2 separate regions of the Mus musculus genome follow, and region 1 is linked to region 2. The links are chromatin contacts, called in public promoter capture Hi-C maps. All regions are on one chromosome and are shown on one strand. Each heading gives the region's core, a stretch centred on a gene start, on an enhancer-like site or on the middle of the called end of the contact. The rest is flanking DNA. Distances are from core to core; before and after follow the strand shown. Region 1 holds the start of Cyp4f18 (cytochrome P450, family 4, subfamily f, polypeptide 18). Region 2 holds the start of Zfp617 (zinc finger protein 617).

Region 1 (4,229 bases), core at 1,029-3,528, 87 kb before region 2:
AGAGAACCTGACCTAAGGTTGAACTTAAGTTAACTAACAAGCTGGCACCTAGCACCAGTTTCCAGGTTACCCCCAACAAATATACACCTCCAGATTACAACTGGAGGTTCATTTCACTTCCTAACAATTACCACTCAGGAGGAAAACAAAATGTATGGTTTGGTTCCCAATAGCAGCCAATTGTTTTAAAGGCCATAATTGTCTCCTCATCAGATGTGTACCCCTTTCTTGCCTCTATAAATGCTTGCCTGAAACTGGGATAGAGGTTTTCCTCCCATTCTCCTGCATCAGAGACAGTGGTATGGCCCAAGCTCAAACTTTAATAAAGAAATCCTAACGCGATTGCATTGGATATGGCTCCTTGGTGGTCTTTTGGGGGTTCACGAACATTTCCTGGCATAATACAACAACCCCAACAATGGGCAACTGTGAATGGGAAGTCCAAGAGTCTAGTAGTTGCTCAGTCCCACAAGGCTATGTGTGTAGGCCGGTCTTCTGTATAGGCTGGACTCCTGAAGAAGTAGGTTCCAGCAGATGCGCTGGCAAGTAAGTGCAGGCAGGCAAAGAAAAAGGAACCCTTACTTTTTCCCATTGTCCTTATGCAGGCCTCCTGAAGAAGGTATGTCTCAGATTAAAGGTGTGTACCACGATGCCTGGACCTAAGCTGTTCTTTACTTGGGACTTGCTCTGTCCCAGAATGGCCTTGAACTCAGAGATCTGCTTGCCTCTGTCTCCTGGGTTTAAAGGCATGTGCCACTTTGCCTGGGCCTACACTTTTCATGGCCACTATGTCTCAAGATTTGGATCATAGATGTACCCTCCATTTCTGGATTGTAGTTCCAGATATAGTCAAGTTGACAACCAGAAATAGCCATCACAGACCCCCAGAAGTGGAACTGTTTGAAAGTATTGTCATCATTAGGGAGTTTGTCCTTGTTGGAGGAAGTCTGTCACGGAGGCTTTGAGGTTTCAAAAGCCCATGCTAGGTCCATTCTCTCTCTGCTTGCCTATCTGTGGGCCAGGATGTAAAGCTCTCAGCTATTGCTCCACTGCTATGTGTGCTGCCATGTTTCCACCATGATGACAATGGACTGAACCTCTGAAACTGTAAGCCAGCCCCAATTAAATGATTTCTTTTCTAAGAATTGTCTTGGCCATGGTGTCTCTTCACAGCAATAGAACAGTGACTAAGATATGAATCACCATGATTTTTATTTTAAATTGTGTGTATGTATGTTCGTGTCTTTGTGTGGATATGTACATGTGAGTGTGGGTACTCAAGGAGGCCAGAAGAGAGTTGGAATGATGGTGGAGGCTTTCACTGTAGCCCAAGTGGGCCTTGAACTACATTCTTTTCTCAGCCTCTCAAGTGTTTGGATGACAGGCATAGGACACTGTGACTCTATTGAGGGCTCTAGCCACCTGACATCCTGGCTGTCTGGCTGGAGGAGGCACTGAGGATGTAGAGGGAGTTATCTCTTACTCATCTTCTTTCTCAGCAGCTGTATTTGGAGCCAGCTCTTCAATACCTACAGAGCAATCTCAGGAGGCCAGGAAGTGAATAGGCAGTCTGCTGGGAAGAGTATACTGGGTATAGGAGGAAAAACAGATGGCCATTAACAATGTTTCAGGGTGCTTCTGGTATGGAACCACCTCATGCCTTGAGATCCCAGCACTGTCAATGCCCCTCTCTTGAGAGGGAACTGTTCTCAGTAGGGTGAGACAACATTGTAGAGGGAAAAAGCTTTGGGCTTTAGGGTCTGACAAACCTAAGATTGTTTTGGGCTGTGCAACTTGGCTTAGATGCTTGCCCTCTCTGAGTTTCAGTTTGTTCTTCTGTTGACACTCGGGATTCTGGTCCAGACTGCTTACAGGCTGTGTGAGGATCCTGGGCACCTGAAGAAAGCAGACAGTTTATGTAGACTAGCCAGGGCACAGGAGGCATAATTTAGGGAGAGGAGCTACAGCACTTTCCTCACACTCTTACCAAGAGCAGAGTCCCACAGTGGTGACCAGCCTGTTTTCTCACACCCTCTTTTTGGTATTTTATCTTCATGAAACCATCCACCGCTTCCTCCAAAGTCCTTACACAAGGGGTGTGAAGTCCCGAGGACCTGGTACTCACTCTTTGTGACTCTGACAGTGCAGTCTTGCTCTGCTTCAAATTGGCTCCGCCCCCACATGATGGCCACCTATCCAGGCAGGGAGAGGCAGCTGGGCCTGCAAGGGATTGGCTGGTCTAGCCTAGACTTCTCTAGGTGCCCCTGGTCAGGAGTCAGAGAAGGGGAGAGACAGACCTGGGAAACACAGTGCTCCTGAGAGAAGGTACCAGACTAGGGCCATTGGGGCTGAGAGGTCCTAGGCTGGGGCAGGACAGGAAGTCAGAAGCAGATGTTGATTTCTGGCTAATAGTCCATGGTTTAGACTCTAATCAACCCCTTTCCTCCATCCTCTTTCATTTCCTCTCTCTCTATCTCCTTCTCTTCCCCTTTCTTCCCCTCTTCTCCCCTCCTTGCCTCCTCCCATAGATTGCCCTGGGTCTCCCTTCCTCCCCAGGCATTATCCCCAACTCTCTAATTCCCTATCCCTGTCCTTTGCCCTAGACCACACTGTCCCTCTTCCATGCCCCAGGATTTCATCCTGTGTGCATTTGCCCTGCAGGATGTCACAGCTGAGCATGTCCTGGATGGGCCTGGGCCACACAGCAGCCTCTCCATGGCTGTTGCTGTTGCTGGCTGGGGCCTCCTGCCTTCTGGCTTACATCCTTACACCGATTTATGGTGTTTTTGAGAACTCTCTTCGCCTCCGCTGTTTCCCACAGCCTCCCAAACGAAACTGGATCTTGGGACACCTAGGCCTGGTGAGTGTGGTAATAAGGTGGGTCTGGGGTTTCAGGGTAAAAGGAATTGTGAAGAGCCTTGAATAGAGCCCAGGGAGCTGGGCACAGAGGTGTGCTGGACTAGAACAGCAGAATTCAAAGTGCAATCATTTACAGATGCACTGTCCTGAGCCTTTCCCACACGGAGTCTTCTCTGAGTACTTCTCCAGCCTGTTTTCTCTGCAGATGTGGGCATGCTGCAGGGCTTCCAGCAAGGCTTACTCCAACAGAGTAAGGACCTTGGTGTTCCCAGGTTCTGTTGTGCTAGACTTGAGGTCTCCTGAGGGGAGACCAGAGCCAATCTCCACTATACCATTTGTTTTCAGCTCATCTCTGGCTTCCCACTGGTCACAGAAATGACCTACAATCCTTACCCAGACACACCCAGGGGCATAGACGGTCCAGGGGAGCTCTGAGGGCTGATTTCCTAACTCCCCATTCTTCAGCGTCTTCCTCTTATGTCTGGCTTCTCCACTGAGATGTACCAGTGAGTTATGTTGCTCAATCTAGATATGATCTAGCCTCTCACTTCCTCTTTTGGAAGCCTTCTCAGAACCCATCCTCCACAGCACACTTTGAGCATAGACTTCCATCTGGTTTTCCCTCTGTGTGATTTGGAGACATTTGCTTTCTTTTAAGTGGCACAGTGCCAGGTGTACAGAGGGCCATAGAGATTCTGCCAGAGCCTGATGTCAGCAGAGGACAAGTGAGAGTGGTCACCCTGATGGAGACTTAGAGGTCACCTTTGCTGCCTTGGGGTCTGCCAAGGCCAAGTTCCGCAGATGTGGTTGTCCTCCCTCACAGGAAGAACCAGAGACCACATGGTGTCTTGTTAACTCTCCTGGGAGATGTGAACAAGTCTATTTATCCCAGGTGGGCACCAAAACAGCATGTCCATCCGTGTTCAGCTTGCTGAGAACTATGGGCTTCTTAAGAGTTTTTATTTTTTTTCAGAGAACAGGTGAGGGGCTATTAATGGGATCATGGGTAACCTCAAATGGCTGTATCATTGTAAGGTCCCACCCATCATGGGTGATAGCCTTATGGAAGCTGCACCACGAAGTCCTGATTTAAAACCTCTTTTCGTATATACTGAAGTATATCCCAAGATCATATTTTACTGGGGTAGAGAGTCATAGCTGGAGTCCCAGGAGAAGATCTCCGGACCTTCCTTCAGGAGTTCTGACAGCTCTGACAGCATCCCCTTTGATTTGGCTACTACTCTTATGGGCAGCTATAGTTGCCATGACTACCAGGAGAAGTTGAAAATGACACCACTTTAGGCTTAGAGGGGAAAATGCCATATAAAAATAGACACGAATGCTGGGACTGCTCCCAGGATGAGAAAATC
Region 2 (4,253 bases), core at 902-3,401:
CTGTTTATTACTGAGGTATGGACAAGCAGTAGCATCAAGACAGATTGTTGTATCAACATTCCCCTGTCCTGGGTAGTCACAGCCCACACAGAGGACAGCTATATAAGTCATCCTGCACTCAGCTCCCAGTGTTCAACCCTTATTCTCTCTTTTCAGAAGCAACCTTACTATGTAGTCTTGGCCTGGAACGCTACATAGACAGGGCAAGTCTGCAAATGACAGAGATCTGCCTGTTTCTGCCTGCAGAGCTGGGACTAAAAAAGCATATGCCACCACAATGGGCAGGTTTTCAACTCTTTCAACTGGAAGCATCCAGGATCTTCAATTTCCCTGAGAACATAACTGTTTCCTATCCCTCAGGGAAGTTCTTATTCTAGTGTGTTTGTAAGGGGAGCTTGGTTTTATACCTGACTAGTTATGCACATCTGGTTTGGGTTCCTGTAGTGCCTATGAAAAGAGGGAGGGAGGGAGCGAGCCCTATGATTTATACAATTTTAATGTAAAATTCTTTATTTGAAAGGAGGAAAGAAGTAATTAAATGTCTTGACAAATTGAAAAATATCAATTAATGGGGTGCAAAGACAATAAAATAGAAGGAAAATATCTGCAATACAAGAATCGAGAAAGATGAGTGTGCTCAGTATAAACTAAACCATCACATCAGTAAAGATGGAAAAATTACTAAAACATTTAAACCACATGTAAAGAAAGACATAGCCACTTGATAATTAATAGTCAAATAAATACTAAGTGGATCCCACTATATACCATGAGGACAAAGTTCAGTCAATTAAATAATATTAAGTGCTGATCACAGAAAAGTTACTCAGGAATAAAATTTGATATAGAGTTGAGACTGTAGCTCAGTTGGTATACGGTAGATACTTGTCTAGAATGCATGAGGCCCTGGGTTTAAATTTCAGAGCTGCAAAACCAGGAGCTAGTGATGTGCTCATAGAATCCCAGCACTTGGAAGGTAGTCATAAGACTATCAGAAACTCAAAGTCAAGCTTGGCTGTAAACTAAGTTTATCAACAGCCTAGGATATGTAAGATCTAGTCTCAAACAAAACAAAAACAAACAAACAACAAAGCAAAACAACAAAAAAAATCCAAAACAAAGAAACCGATACGTTTGCAATTCACTATGATTTGAACTTGACCACGACTTAAAGTCCAGTCGTTTCCAAAAAAACTTTTATTACTGGAAAAAGGAGCAGAGGTAAGAGCAGTATTTAACCCAAGAGTAAAAGATAAACTTGAAAACCCTCAAGTACCATACTCACAGAGATGACGAAAATTGAAAAGTTCTTCCTCCGACCTTAAGTCAGAAGGGATAAAGATAGTCTCGTCATACTCTATAAAGGGATAATCTACCAAGAGGATATTACAATCCTAAATGCGGGAGCCGCATGTACCCATGGAAAAGAACTGTGACTGTCCCCTGAGAAGTTCCCTCACATCTCGGTATGTCTCAGTTTTCCCAGGTTCACTTCCATTAATCTCTGCGCTTAAGATCTATATTAGACATGTTTCTCGGGCCTGGAGAGATAACTCGGTGTGTAAGAGTGCTCGCTGAGCAAGGGTGAGAACCCGAGTTCAAATAAAAAACACCCAAGTAAATGCCAGGCATGGGGACAGAGCCCGGAGGATCGCTGGAGCTTGCTAGCAGGCAGCCTAGCCACAGGTTCAGTAAGAAACCCTGTCTCACAGGAATAAGGCGGGCCGTGACAAAGCAGGACACCGGGTGACCTCCCCTGGCCTCCGTGCATGGCGGGGCGTAAATTCTCACTCGCAAGAATTGTCTCCTAAACTTCCAGCTCGGCTCCACATCATCCAGCCTCGGAATCCCGCTTTCGACTGACTTTCCCTAAGGGGAAAAGCAGCTTTTCTGGAGCCGCAGGCGACAGTGCGCAGCCGCCCTTCGTCCCCCGGCGCAGCACCGGGATCCCGCCGCCCGGGACCAAGGGCGCCGCGCACAGCCCCGCCACTCGCCTGGCTCACCATGTCTGTGCCCAGGCCTGCCGCGGCTCCACAGAGGCTCCGGAACAGGCACTCACACGGCCGCGGAGGCTCAGCAACTTGGACTTCCTCAGCTGAGAGCTGTGAGGAGGGAAGCGCCAGCAAGAAAGATGGCGGGTGAGGAACTTCCGCTCCTCCCGCCGGCGCTGCTGATTGGCCAGCTCACACACTGGTGTCTGTACCGGGAGTTTCCGGCGGACCTCCCGACCTTTCCTAGGGTATGGCGTCATACAGCCAAGGACGCTAAACCGTCCGGGACTCCCACAGTTGGTTACTGAGAACCGCCCGGAAGGGAGATGGCGGACAAGGCGCTGCCTCTCGGCACCCTACCTGCCGCTCCTTTGGCCCTTATTGCTGGGCCCACAGATCCAGTCTCCGAAGCCTAAGTGACAGAATAAATTTATTCTCCCTCTTACTGACACAACCACTCCCTCTCCTGTCAACAACACTAATGAGATTCATTGGGACACACAAAGACATAAAAGATGAAAGAATTCGAGAGGGACAAGAGCAGGTAAAGGTCTGTGTGTGTATGAATATAAACAAGATACATGAATGAAAATGTTATATTGAAACTTTTCGTGTAATTAATACACGCTAATGACAACATTAAAAAAACTGTACTTTCCAGCAATTAAAAAAAAGCTTCAGCAGCTCTTCCACAAAGGACATTCTTTTTAGAAATGAGGTTTATTATAAAGTGCCTCAAGCCATGCTCAGCCCTGTAGGTGGAAGTGACATTAGACAGAAACAGTACAATTTATGCAGCTCTAAAAATAGGGCCTTAAGCCGGGTGTGGTGGTGCACACCTTTAGTCCCAGAACTCGGGGGGGGGGGGCAGAGGCAGGCGGATTTCTAAGTTCGAGGCCAGCCTGGTCTACAAAGTGAGTTCCAGGACAGCCAGGGCTATACAGAGAAACCCCGTCTCGAAAAAACCAACAACAACAACAACAACAAAAAACCAACCAACCAACCAACCAACCAACAAAAAAGGCCTTAAAAGAAGGGGCAGGGGGCCAGGCGTGGTGGTGCACGCCTTTAATTCCAGCACTTGGGAGGCAGAGGCAGGCAGATTTCTGAGTTCGAGGCCAGACTGGTCTACAAAGTGAGTTCCAGGACAGCCAGAGCTATACAGGGAAACCTTGTCTCGAGAAAAAAAAAAAAAAAAAAAAAGAAGGGGCAGGCTTCCATTCGAAGCCTGGCAGGCGGGTCTGGGAGGAGGTGATGTGGGGAAGGAGGTAGAGGAGATGAGGGGCAGGCAGAGGTGGACAGACTAACCTTGAGAAGGGGAGGGGAGAGCAGAAGAGCCTGAGATACAGCTTTCATTGTCTGGACCAAATCCCAGAGCTATCTATCTTCCTAAGGTGTCTCAGACTACTCCCCAGAACAAATAAAAAGGTCTGATTTTTTAAAAAATTACCTTTTAGGGGGCAGGAACTTTCATATCACTTGATATGTTTCAGCATAGTGTACCTGAACGGGAGCAAGGACGAGCCAGGTACTATTGAGAACTGTCACAGCACAACACACTGCTTAACTCTGTCCAAGTGAGGGCTGCATAAAAGTTACGAGATTGGGCCTAAAGGAGCAGGCTGGTAAAAACCAGCCACTTTGGCCCACCTTGAGGGCTGTTGGATCTCACAGAATCCCTGGACAAATGGCTGAGGTGCCTATTAATAGATAAAGCAGCCTCTGGTCAACTCTCCCAGCACTTCTCACCTTACTCCCTACCCTAAACCTCCACTGCCTGAGGCTGGGCTTCCTTTCCCCCAGCCTCTGATCCTGTTATCTTTTATTTCCTGGATCTCTCTTGGTCCTCTTTCCCCATTCTCTCCTCCCCTGCTTTCGGCAACCTCTCCTCTCATGGTCCGGTTCAGTCTGGACGCTTCTAGATTTCTTTGGCTGTATTGTTTCTCCTGTCTACAATGAACCTCTTCAACCATACCAAACAGCCTTCATGTCAAAAATTTTCATTCAGGGAGTAACCATTTCAGAACGCAGTGTTTTGGAGATGCCAGTACCATGAGATGACCACCAAGAGCAGCAGCAGCAGTGGAGTACAGGCATCTGGAGCCTAGAGGACGACGCGTGTGCTACAAAGGGCATGGCTGGAGAAGTGACCCAAGTCCTTGGAGGAGCCCAGAAGATGGTGAGTTGAATCCCAGACATTGGAGGGTTGGAGATTGATTTTTGCTTTTGATTGTGACTGTGCTCTGATATTTTCCCTCTTGA

The links. Promoter capture Hi-C pulls out the DNA fragments that hold promoters and counts their contacts.
Region 1: a contact with region 2 is called in a promoter capture Hi-C map of macrophages, with 9 read pairs. The contact joins the promoter of Cyp4f18 here to the promoter of Zfp617 in region 2. A contact is called at or near these places in 10 of 39 promoter capture datasets (the SN4741 cell line, cranial neural crest, embryonic stem cells and 6 more), 1 of 15 datasets of contacts at CTCF or cohesin (CD8 T cells), 16 of 484 Hi-C or Micro-C datasets (B cells, CD4 T cells, the HPC-5 cell line and 12 more), 7 of 115 datasets of contacts at active chromatin or transcription factors (the 230-238 cell line, CD8 T cells, bone marrow-derived macrophages and 2 more) and 5 of 9 other capture datasets (adipose tissue, embryonic stem cells, liver and 2 more).

The regions. Positions count from the first base shown.
Region 1 is chr8:72,007,675-72,011,903 of GRCm38.p6, reverse strand. Cyp4f18 (cytochrome P450, family 4, subfamily f, polypeptide 18) reads left to right here and starts at 2,278. Exons shown (of 13, transcript NM_024444.2): 1 at 2,278-2,325; 2 at 2,662-2,860. The coding sequence starts at 2,663. Gm51535 (a long non-coding RNA gene) reads right to left here. Exons shown (of 3, transcript XR_003947403.1): 1 at 3,253-4,229; 2 at 2,126-2,220; 3 at 1-1,896.
Region 2 is chr8:71,920,723-71,924,975 of GRCm38.p6, reverse strand. Zfp617 (zinc finger protein 617) reads right to left here and starts at 2,151. Exons shown (of 4, transcript NM_133358.3): 1 at 2,004-2,151. The coding sequence starts at 2,006.